2 separate regions of the Mus musculus genome follow, and region 2 is linked to region 1. A link is a contact called in public HiChIP or PLAC-seq data. All regions are on one chromosome and are shown on one strand. Each heading gives the region's core, a stretch centred on a gene start, on an enhancer-like site or on the middle of the called end of the contact. The rest is flanking DNA. Distances are from core to core; before and after follow the strand shown.

Region 1 (6,281 bases), core at 1,774-4,273:
TTTATAGTGATAAAAGGTGTTCAGTTTCTTCAATGGTAACATTGCATTTTCAAATACTTGGATTTTAAAACCACTCCTCATTTCCCCAGCCCCATGCTTTTATTAGTCTTCCCACAATTTTGCCAGACATCACATATTCCATTTTAACAGAGACAAGCAATTGGAGAGGATGTGCTTCAGAGCTGACTATTGTTTCTACCTTTGTCCATGAGTGTAATCCCTTCTATCAACTCATTACAATTGGATATTGTAACAAGTGGGACTTGGCTATGCAGACTGGCTCAGGAGCTGGGATATTGGTACTTACCAGGAACAAAGTACAAGCTGTCAGGATAACATATCTGAAAGCATGCGGTTATTGGCATAATAATAATCATCCTGGTTAATATGAAGGTTGAACTTTTAAGAATACTAGTGACATCACATGTGCAAGGAGTGAGAATATATGTCTCAGCTCCCTAACAATGCTTGTAATTGTCATTGGCTAGCCATTCGCTGTGACCTCAAGTCCCTACAAATTAATGTCACTAAAGCCATTTCTGCCAAGAATACTATGGAAGCCTTAATCACACCCCACTATTTAAACTCTACAGTCTACGGAGACTTTGAAACTTCTCAAAAGACCTCAAATAATAATGAAGAGATTTCCTACTAATTAGCTGTGGCATGTTTGGACACATCCAAGACAGATTCTCCAAGAACTTCTAGTATAGTTTTGACCTGAAATGAGCCAAACATTACAAATCAAGTCCAAGGTCCATCCTATGTGAAATCCAGTTGACATTTATCAAGCTTCCCCAGAAAGAGACAGAAGTTTCAGACCTAAGAGGTGTGACTAATTAACTGTGTGACTTTGGGAAAATCACTAATGTCTCCTGGATTCAATGCCCCACTTGGAGGTTTCCTCTGCTCAGCATCACAGTCATTTACAGAAAAGTTTTATTCTAGAATCCATGGGAGGCCAGGGCATAAATGTTTCTAACTTTAAGCACTTGTCTATTTTAAGCATCTTTTTGAGAGAAAATAGTCCCAAATGTTTTAAAACTAATTCTTCTTAGCAACTATCCAACAGTCATCAAATTTATTCAAATTAAGTAGCAAATGGAAACATCCTAGAGTAGATATACATTTAGTTTTAGGTTGGCGCTTTATATTTTACATATCATTGAATCCTCAAACAATACAATTAGCAATGGTGCAAAATGAAAGTGGATTGAATCTAAACCGTGGAGCTGCAGGAATAGAAGTTTTTAATCACTGGATGTTTTGTGGCATAACTGAATCACGTTGTTTATGATAATTTTATTACCGAAGCCCTCTTTGAAACAGAGTTATTATATTTTCTGGTGATGTATGGTATCATACTTGCACAGCCCTTTCAGTAATTGGAGCTCCACAAAACTGACTTCTAAGGCTCGTTAATGTGAAAAACGATTGTAAAAGTTAGGTGAGTGCAGTAATTTCATTCTTGCATTAGAACTCCCAACTATGAAAGGGGTGTTCAATATCTCTGCTATTATTATGGTATGATTGACTAGAAGTCAGCTCTTCTTGTCAATGACATTTCCTCATGAACTTTATGTACCTGATCCCGATTTTAACCAAATTGCAAGATTTATTCCAGAAATCTCACAGCAGGGAGTCTAATCTAGAGTCCCCTCTAGAAACATCTGGAGAATTTAGCAAGGGAAAACAAAGTGTACAGCTGAGCCCCACCACAAAATCAACACTCAAGATTCCTAGAGTAGGAAGCAGGTATTGGTATGGCTAGAGAGAGTTACAGGAGACATGTACTCAAGGCTAAACTACTGGCCTTAAGGAATTTTGCTACTGGAACTCCAAAACTCATGCCTTCTTTTCTTCTCTAATCATTTTTCCCTTTCTTTTTCCTTAAGACAAGGACTTTCTATACAGCTAAGGGTGGCCTTGAACTCTTAATTACTCTCCTACAACAGCCTCTACTAGGCTCACCTAAGCCTTATTCTTGTTCTGGCTCTGACAGTTTTGCAAAATACGCTTCATACAGTAGTTGCTTTGGGATCTTTCTTTAAGTGTCTATGTGACAGGTGACACATATGTTATCCATTTTACAGAAGAGGAAACCTTCCGTTTTCCAAAGGACCACAGATAATAAATGAAGAAGTAAGAAGAAGGACTCAGGGTCTTGGAAGGTAGCAGAGCATTGTCACCCACCAAAAGCTACTATCTCCAAGAAGTACTTCTAGAAAGGCTTAAGAAGAAAGAGCCTTCCTTTGTGTGATGCAGGCTGTGTGGGTTTGGGAACCCTCAGATGGAGCCTGGAATTTAAAATAGAGAACTTAGACAATTGAATAGAGAAAGCCTAGGTGGAAAGAAAGCCAAGGGCAGAGAGAGTGAGCACAGAACAAAGGAAAAGTAAGTGTTCTGGAAAACACATGCCTTGGTTTAAGCCACTAAAAGGAAGGACAAAATGAAGGAAGGAAAGAAGGAAGGAATGAAGGAATGAATGAAGGGATGGAGGGAGAGTGAGAGGGAGGGTGGGAGGAAGGAAACTAAAAAATTAAAATAAAAAGCCCACAGACCTCAACTTTATATGTCATTCTGTCACATAAAACCATTCTATTAGAGGCCAGTGGTGGCTTATTCAGTAACTATCATTATGCCTAGGCGCTAAAACAGTGACTACAGTCCTGAAATCAGATGCCTTTGAGAAACACTGAAATTTTACATATTCCCAATCATAGCATCATAGTTGGGAGTAGAGGTGACTTCTTACCGGCTGCCATCAAGTTAGGAAGCTAGCAGAGTTCTGTAGTAAGTAAACACTTACAGGAAGTGAGTTGAGGGAAGTTCCAGACCTGGAAAGTGGAGCAGGAGAGGGTCAAGATTGGATCCACATAGCAACTCCCAAACCCATGAGCAAACACCGAATGGCATGGCATCGGAGACTTGGACCAGATGGAGAAAGAGTTCTGTTCTGCCCCTTCTTATCTGACCAATACAGCAGCCCAGAGTTAATAAGTACAGGCGTCTCCAACTACAAGCCACATCTTCCGGTTGCTGGTCTACACGGTGAATGAGAAAGAGGAAGCAAATCTGCATACAGAGTCAGCCCTCAAAGATGGCACATGGCCAAACAGCTCGAGAGCAGGAGCTAGTCACAGGCCGGTATCTTTCCATCATCCAGTTTAATACTTATAAGAAAGTTGCTCATATTTGTTTGTGTGTTTTATTTTTCTTATTCTTTTATCTTTTTAATGTCTACTCCCTTTCTCATTTTATCCTGTCAAGTCTTCTGATCAGAGAAAGTCGCTCCTCGAAGGGGCCAAGTTGGCCTAGGACTAGCAGTCACCCAGTCCCAAACTTCTAAACAGTGACTGTATAAACACGGGCTACCACACCCGTGTAATATTTGATTTTTAATCTCCCTCCCTTAGTCTTTACCATTGTAAATTCTTTTTCATTCTTCGGTAATATTTATTTTCTCTCATTTCTCCATTTTTCATCGTTTGTCCTTTAGGTTTTTAAAAGAATTTTATTGTTTTCTGTTTGCAGGTTTGTGGGGTTGGTTGGTTTGTTATTTTATATTCCTTTTTTATTTACTTAATCCTTAACTACGTCTTCTATGTCTCTTCGTCTTCTCCCTTATCCTTTCAATTTACTTTTTCTCTTCTTTTTCTATTTTTTTTTCTTCTGGTACTTGCCTTAGTTTTGCCATTCCATTTCTCATTAATGTCATATTAGATTTAACAATATGTCTTTGCTCCTTTTTTCTAATTTTCATAAGATTATTATGACATTGGCTGTAATTGGTTATGACCATGATTACTTTGTGTTTTTTCTATAGGTTATGGTTTCTTCTGTGGTCCACTGGGCTGGGCCTGGTGCCTCGATTTTAACTGTGGTTTAAGTGGCCAGCATAGTTGTGATAAATTAATTCTTTACCCTGCCATAGCCTAGACCTGCCCATTGCTCAGTGATTACTTTATCTCAAAGAATATAAGACAACCAAATTCCCAGCCAATGACTTGTCCTACATGCACAAATCCCAATACAGACAAATTAAAAAATATGTAAGTAATTAGTGTGACTCCTCCAAACAATAGTTCATGATGGGTAGATAAAATTCTGAATAAAGAGTTAAAAGAAGAAACTATAGAAATGGTTGCTATTTACAGAGAATATCATTAAAAACCTAAATGAGTTAAAATAGGATAAAAGTAAAGAGCTAAATAAAATACAGAACAAAATGAAAGATATATAGAGAGAATCCAGTAAAGATACAGAGACTCTGAAGGAAAGTAACAAACTGAAATTTAGGGAATGGAAGGTTCCACAAGTTAAATTTTAAAAACTAACTTGATTAATAGCTAGATTAAATAGAAGATAGGTCACTGGATTCATAGATAAGGTGGATTACTTAGGATAATCAGACACTATATTATAAAAGAAATTATCAACACTACATAGACTTTTCAGATACCAGTAAAATTCCCAACTTACAAATTATATGTACAGAAGGAGAAGAGGTGCACACTAACAGCATAGAAAAATATATCTAATAAGAAAGTTTCAGAAAGAGGTAGAGATCTGGATTCTGGAGCGTATTGGAACCCCAAATAGATAGAACCAAGAAAGAATCTCCTCAAACTGCATTATAACTAATACACTCCATATACAGAGTAAAGGGAATATTGAAAATGCAAAAATGAAGGTCCAAGTCACGTATAAAAGCCAACACATCAGGATGATAGCAGATTTACCAGCAGGAACTCTAATGCTTGGGTTGGCACATGGCAACCACAGTCAATCTTCAGTATCAACTTGATTGGATTTAGAATCACTGTGAAAGCATACTTCTGGGTGTTCTTGAGTATTTTCACAAATGTTATTTGACGGAGAGTGAGTAGCCCTAATCCACAGGCTGAGATTCCTTACTAAATACAAAGTGAGTATCCACATCCATCTCTCTCTGTTCCCTAACTGCAGGTGCCATGTGACCAGCCACCTCAACACCTTCAATACCTGCTAGGCTTCGATGGTCTGTAACTCTCAAACTGTGGGACAAAATAAACTCATCCTGCTTTGTGTAGCATCGTCAGATATCTTATCACAGCAACAAGAAAACTAGCTAATACAATGTGGAGTGATGTGCTTCAATCCCAAAAGGAAAATCGACCAGCCTAGATTACCATACACTATAAAGTGTTCCTTCAAATTGAAGAATAAAGATTCCCCATGATGATCCAAATCAAAGGAACTCATGATTGATAAGATAGTACTACAGAACGTTATTAAAGAAATCTTACACATAGGAAAGAAAAATATAGACAGCTACAAAATACAATAAACATTAAAGTCATAAAATAGACAAACAAATGATAATTAGGAAAGAGTCAAAATATTACAAAAACTATGAAATTTCAGAAAATAATACATACATCTCAATAATAACTCTGGGTATATTAATGGTCTCAAATTTTCAATGAAGTGACAGAAAATTGCTCCTTAAAAATAAAGCCCAACTGCTTGCTGTCAACAAGAAATGCACTCCACTGGCAAAGATACACAAAGATATGCATATAGCTTGAAAGCAAAAGGATGAAAAATGATATTCCAAGCAAATGGTACCCAAAAGCAAACTTAGATTTCTAGAGACTCACATCCAAAAAGTATATTTCAAGGCAAAGAGACAAAAGTCATTTAATAAAAAAGATATGACAACTATAAGAATGTATGTACCAAATGTTGGCAAACCTATTTTATAATACTCACTGCTGACAATAAACCTACAGATAGGACCCAATAAAGTGACAGTAACTTCACAACTTCATTCTCAGGAATACACAAGTCAACTGCACTTTAAGAGCCAACAAAGAAACATTAAGTGATGCTATGGACCACCAAATAGACTTACCAGACAACTACAGAACAACATGTCACAATAGCAGAATACATATTCTCAGCAGCTTCAATGACTATTTTTAGGTGTCAACTTGAAACACTAGGAAAGAGGAAACATCATTTGAGAAACTTCCTCATTGGATTGGCCTATGGGCATATATGCAGGGCATATATACCATGTGGGTAGCACCATCCTTAGGTACTTAGGCTGGGCTGTACTAGCAAAATAGCTGAGCAAATCAGAGCAAGAATGCCTGTAAGAAACATTCCTTCATTATCTCTACTTCAGTTCCTACCTCCAGGTTCCTGCTTGAGCTCCTGACCTGACTTCCCCTAATGATGGACTTTCCTCTCCAAGTTGTTCTCGGTTGTGGTGTTTTATCACACCAATACAGAAA
Region 2 (6,281 bases), core at 2,056-4,555, 560 kb after region 1:
AATGACCAACACCGGACGTGTGTACTGTGGTGAATCACGGCAACCCCTTGCCCACCCCCTTGCCACAGTCAGCTGGCTAAGGTTGTGTGCTGACTTGATGTTTGGTTGGTTGTTTTGTCAGTTTGGGACAGCGAGGGTCAGCTAGGAAGGATGGAAGGGGGAGCTTTAACTGAGAAAAGTCCTTTCTCAGATTGGCCTGTGGGCAAGTCTGTGGGGTGTTTTCTTGACTGGTGATTGACGTGGAGGGCCCAGCCCACTGTGAGCAATGCCACCCCTGGGCAGACGGCCCTGGTGGTGTAAGGAAACAAGCCAGTAATCAAGATGCCTCCGTAGGCTCTGTGTCAGTTCCTGCCTGACTTCTGTCTGTGGTAGACTGGGACTTTGATGCTTTCCTCCCCAATGTGCTTTTGGTCACAGTGTTTATCCCAGCAATAGAGAGCAAGCTATGGGTGGCTGGAGAGATGGCTCAGTGGGTTAAGAGCCTTGACTGCTCTTCCAGAGGTCCTGAGTTCAAGTCCCAGCAACCACATGGTGGCTCACAACCATCCATAACCAGAAACGACGCCCTCTTCTGGAGTGTCTGAAGACAGCTACAGTGTACTTACATATAATAAATAAATACATACATACATTATCAAAAAAACAAAAGTAATTAAAAAAAAAGAAAGAAAGAAAGGAAGAAAGCTATGACAAGCAGGAAGCCTGAATTCCAGGTCAGCTTTCTGTCTTAGAAATAAGAACAAGCCAGGCACGGGAGCTCAGGACTATATCTTAGCATTGACTAGGCTAAAGCAGGATGGTTTCCAGGTGAGTTTCAGGTTACCCTGGGTGACAATTGCAATGCTGTTTCAAAAAATATTTTTTTTTAAAATTCATGAGTGAATAGAAAAAAAAAGTAATATTTGGGATAAGGAAAAATCACACTCACACACACACACACACATATATACACACTTACACAAATATACTCTCACATATACACACTTTCATGCACATACATAGACTCACACATGCATACACAAATCACAGATGGTGAGAAGATCTGGGGACTGCTCTGCCTTTCCAGAGCACAGATAAGTCCACACCAACGCCAGGGTTATGTAACTAAAGGATGAAGTCGATATTGATGGAGGAGAGGCTCTTTCTGTTTGAGGGTTTGGTTTCTTGAGACAAGGTCTCGGCGTATAGCTCGGGATAGACTAGAATTCTCTATACAGCCCTGGACAGTCTGCAGCTTATAGCAATGCTCCTGCTTCAGCCTTCCTAGTGCTAGAATCACAGGCACGAGCCACCACGCTCAGCTCAGACAATGAGGTCAGTGGTGTCATCTCACGCAGTCCCTCAAATGCCTACAGAGGATCCCGTGTGGGATAGCTGGCTCCTGGGTCACGGCCATGCGGTTGCATGCCATAGCCTAGGGCCACCTAAAAGATCATGAAGATGAAAACCAGTGGTGAGCAGTGACAACTAAAAGAGGTAGGCAGCTCTGTCACTGTCACTAGACTGGCCTGATGGCCACTGAGGCCATGACAGAGCAGAGCCATCCATGCCCCTTCCTGGGTGAGCTTTATGCAGGAATTCTCCCACCTTCAGACCCAAGGAGAAGTTCTCCACTACTGGAAAACTTAGGCCTTTCCTCAGGGTGAAAATTACTAAGACCTTATCTGTTCTGCTTCTGGGGGGGAAAAAACTTTCTAAACAGACACAAAGCACATAACACAGAGGCCACCTCTGCTTGCTGAAGTCAGGACTCGTCACTTAAAACCGCCCCTGTTCTAGATAGCGTAGTGACTTCAGGCTGAAAGGCTGGATTATATAATCTCACTGAGAGGCCACTGAGACGGGTCATCTGGTACAGCTGCTTGCCGCACCAGCGTGAAGCTCTGAGTGGGAACCCTGGCACCTCTGTAAAAGTGAAAGGGAAGAACCAATGCTCCCACCATGTAAAATAAATCTAAAAGGAAAAAAGAAAATGGCGAGCGTGAACGCAGAGCGAAGGGAGTGGCTAGACACTGCCGGTAAGGGTGTAAGCTACTCTAGTAATTGATAAGGATTTCCTTCCGAGTGACCCAGTTACCCACGTCACACACCACAGAGGCATTTGCACACCAGTGTTTACAGTCAGTCATTTGTATGCAAAACACATACAAAACCCTTTACTCAATCACTTTGTGAATAGGCAAGGATAAGTATTCAAGCAGGATGAAAGGGCTCCTCACCCTTGACCAGAGAAGAGTACAGGCCAGCTGGGTCAGATGGGCCACGGAAAAGATGAACTAGATTATTACGTAAGTTTCACTAAACTGTAATAATAAAAATACAGGGCTTTTTTTTCAGTGAACTGTCACTGGGTATACCAACCACACTCCAAGGAGTAGTTAGCCAAGACAAAACAAACGCAGTGTGGATTTTTTTGTTGTTGCTGTTGTTGGTTGGTTTATATATTATTCTCTTGTCTTACTGATCATTTGTTTAATCGTTTTTAATTTCTGTTTTGTGAAAATTTTCATTTGTTTTTGCTTTGGAAAAGAAAGCAAGCACATAAAGCCAGGTGGGGTGGGAAGCGGGGAGGACCTGAGAAGCGTGAGGGGAAGAAAAAGATGACCAAATACACTTTATAAACGTTCTTAAGGCCAGGCAGGGATCCCAGTACTGGCAGGCAGAGGCAGGTAGAGCTCTGAATTCGAGGCCAGGCTAGTCTACACAGCAAGGTTGGGACATCCAGGGCTGCACAGAGAAACATTGTCTTGAAAAACAACGGTTTTGTTTTGTTTTGTTTGATTTTTCTTTATTTAACATTTCAAATGTTATCCCCTTCCCTAGTTTCCCCTCCGAAAATCCCCTATCCCCTTCCCCCTCCCCATGATCCCCAACACACCCACTCCCATTCCTGGCCCTGGCATTCCTCTATACTGGGGCATAGAACCTTCACAGGACCATGGGCCTCTCCTCCCATTGATGACTGACTAGGCCATCCTCTGCTACATATATAGCTAGAGCCACAAGTTCCACCAGGTGTCTTCTTTGATTGGTGGTATAGTTCCAAGGAGCTCTGGGGGTACTGGTTAGTTCATATCGATGTTCCTCCTATGGGGCTTCAGTCCCCTTCAGCTCCCTGGGTATTTCTCTGGCACCTTCATTGGGGGCCTTGTGCTCCATCCAATGGATAACTGAGAGCATCCACTTCTGTATTTACCAGGAACTGGCAGAGCCTCGCAGGAGACAGCTATATCAGGCTCCTGTTAGCAGGCTCTTGTTGGCCTCTGCCTAGTGACTAAGTTTGGTGGTTGTTTATGGGGTGGATCCCCAAATAGAGCAGTCTCTGGATGGTGTTCCTGCAGGCTCTGCTCTGAACTTTGTAACTCCTTCCATGGGTGTTTTTGTTCCCCATTCTAAGAAGGAACAAAGTATCCACACTTTGGTCTTCCTTCTTCTTGATTTCATGTGTTTTGCAAATTGTATCTTGGGTATTCTAAGTTTCTGGGCTAATATCCACTTATCAGTGAGTGCACATCATGTGTGTTCTTTTGTGATTGGGTTCCCTCACTCAGGATGATACCCTCCAGATACATCCATTTGCCTAAGAATTTCATAAATCCATTGTTTTTAATTGCTGAGGAGTACTCCATTGTGTAAATGTACCACATTTTCTGTATCCATTCCTAGTCACTAGGCAGAGGCCAACAAGAGCCTGCTAACAGGAGCCTGATATAGCTGTCTCCTACGAGGCTCTGCCAGTTCCTGGCAGATATTGAGGGATATCTGGGTTCTTTCCAGTTTCTGGCTATTATAAATAGGGCTGCTATGAACATAGTGGAACATGTGTCCTTATTACCAGTTGGAACATCTTCTGGGTATATGCTAGGAGAGGTATTGCTGGATCCTCCGGTAGTACTATGTCTCATTTTCTGAGGAACCGCCAGACTGACTTCCAGAGTGGTTGTACAAGCTTGCAATCCCACCAACAATGGAGGAGTGTTCCTCTTTCTCCACATCCTCGCCAGCATCTGCTGTCACCTGAATTTTTGATCTTAGCCATTCTGACTGGTGTGAGGTGGACTCTCAGGGTTGGAAAAACAATGGTTTTAATTTAAAAGAAGATGAAATGTTAGGCTAGAAGAGAGCGGTTCTGTGAAGTGAGCTTTCTAAGTATCCTGGTAAATGCACTGTTACCATGAGAGCCATTCCAGGGCTTTGCAGACCATGTAAGACAATGCCTTCATTCTTTCAGGCCATGTCACCCAAGCAAAAACCAGACCTAATCCAGGTGTAACCATATTCAAAACTCTGGGAATTCTGAGAGGTTGCTAAATATATGCTAAAGACTGTCAAGGATGGACTTAGTCCTGGGAAGTGAAAAAAGCACACTGACCAATCAGAAGCCAGTCAGTGTCACTAACCCTAACACACTGCAACGGTCAGGATCTAACCAGACAGGCAGAACCTGGGCTGAACGAGATCTATTGCAAGGACTTAGCTTACATAACTGTGGATCAGCTAAGCAAGTTCAAAATCCATAGGGCAGATGGCAAGCTGGAAGCCGCAGACGTCACGGAAAACCTGGTTCTGCTTTTACGGCAGATTAACTCCGTGTCACCCAGAAGAACAGTGACCGTACATCCCCTTCCTCCAAAATCCACGGATCGTACAAGCCCTTGAGAGTTACAAGTCACCTCACAGCAACACCTGAATTGGTGCTGGACGGAGGAGAAGTCCAGTTGGCCATCAAGAAATTATTAACATTTACTAATATTGTTTAGTGTGCTAACCAGAAGATGGCAAAGATGAAAACTGAGTACCTTTGACCTAGTTTATTCAGCAAGGCACAGAAAAGAAGGCCTACAGGGGTGGGGTCAGGGCTGGAGAAGCTTTGGGCAGCTTGGGTCAGGTGCCCACCTGTGCTGGTCACCTCAGTCACTTCCAATGTCCAATCATATCAGCAGTAAGATGTGGGAAACAATGAGACCTATCTCACATCGGCTGTGAAATTCTAGTGGTAACATGCACAGAACACAACCAGAAATACAGCAAGTACGAGTGCGGCAACACCTGGTATCACCTAATATGACCCCCCTTTGGAGGATGGGTAAACTTAATCCTGGAGTGGCATCATGTGCCAGGCATAAGAAACAGAAAGTACGAAGGCACAGAGGCGTGAAAATGCCTGAAGAGCAGCCAACACAGCCAGAACACGGAACTGGTGAGAGAGAACTAGGTTTGATTGGTTGGTTCCGGTCAGTCTTCAAGACACTGCTGAGTGCTGTGGAAAAGAACAACTTTCATCTGCAGCAGGAAGAAGCAAAGAGGCTTTTCTTACACACACACACACACACACACACACACACACACACACACACACATCACTATCAAATCCTCGAGCACCTGGAATCTCAGACTTCAACAACCCAGTATGGCCATGTTTCAATATTACTTCATCTTTAATGCTCTGAGTATTTGCTTTGTGAGTCTATCCTCCCGTATACAGTCGGTCATGCCTACAAATCTAAGGAGGACCAGTTCTGAGACCTCCCAAAATCCTGCAAGACCCAAGTCCCTTATGACGCATAGAGGCTTGGCACATGGCTCAGTTAGAAGAGGGCTAGCTCAGCAAATGAGAAGCCCTGGTTTCCAATCCCAGTGCCATATAAAGTTAAAATAAATCCCATGCCTGTTATCCCAGGGCTCATAGGACCCTGTCTCAATAAAAAAATAAAATAAAGGCACTCCTGTTGAGGAGCTGTTGATGGCTCATGGCTTCTGGGGGAGAGACAGTTTTCCTTAAGGGTGTGGCCTCTGGCAGTTTGACCACACTCCAATAGATGTTCCCATACCCATGAAGCAGACACTTCATGGACTCTATAAGTTGTTTATGATGTTGTTGTTTTAAAGGACATGAACTTGGGAGGGGCAGGGAGTGAATTGGGGGATGTGTATGATCAAATACATGGTATGCAATTCTCAGGGTAAAAATAATATTAAAATAAGTAAAATAAAAAGGCCTGCATATAACCTACACACACCCAACTGTGTTCATTTTTTTTAATTTATTTTCATTTTATGTATGTTGGTGCTTTGCCTAGAGGTGTGTCTGTGTGCCACACGTGTGCCTGGAGCCCCTAGTGGCCAAGATAATGTACCAGATCCCTGGAACTAGAGTTAGAGATAACTATGAGCAGCCATGTGGGTGCTGGGAACTGAATCTAGCTTCACTGGAAGAGCCACCAGTGTTCTTAACCACTGAGTCATCTCTCTCTCTCCAATCCGCAGCCTGTGTTCTTTAA

The links. HiChIP or PLAC-seq counts read pairs in DNA pulled down with a chosen protein or histone mark.
Region 2: a contact with region 1 is called in an H3K4me3 HiChIP or PLAC-seq map of bone marrow-derived macrophages, with 4 times the contacts expected there. The contact joins two enhancer-like sites. A contact is called at or near these places in 1 of 484 Hi-C or Micro-C datasets (bone marrow-derived macrophages) and 4 of 115 datasets of contacts at active chromatin or transcription factors (bone marrow-derived macrophages and embryonic stem cells).

The regions. Positions count from the first base shown.
Region 1 is chr3:50,625,473-50,631,753 of GRCm38.p6, forward strand. No RefSeq gene overlaps it. Among named protein-coding and RNA genes, the nearest start is that of Gm6209, 42 kb to the left of the region's middle. Within about 2 kb of position 3,024, at least 51 of the 459 cell types and tissues checked have an H3K27ac peak or open chromatin away from gene starts, as enhancers often do. A contact at or near this core is called in bone marrow-derived macrophages, where this site is marked.
Region 2 is chr3:51,180,431-51,186,711 of GRCm38.p6, forward strand. No RefSeq gene overlaps it. Among named protein-coding and RNA genes, the nearest start is that of Gm40044, 37 kb to the right of the region's middle. Within about 2 kb of position 3,306, at least 17 of the 459 cell types and tissues checked have an H3K27ac peak or open chromatin away from gene starts, as enhancers often do. A contact at or near this core is called in bone marrow-derived macrophages, where this site is marked.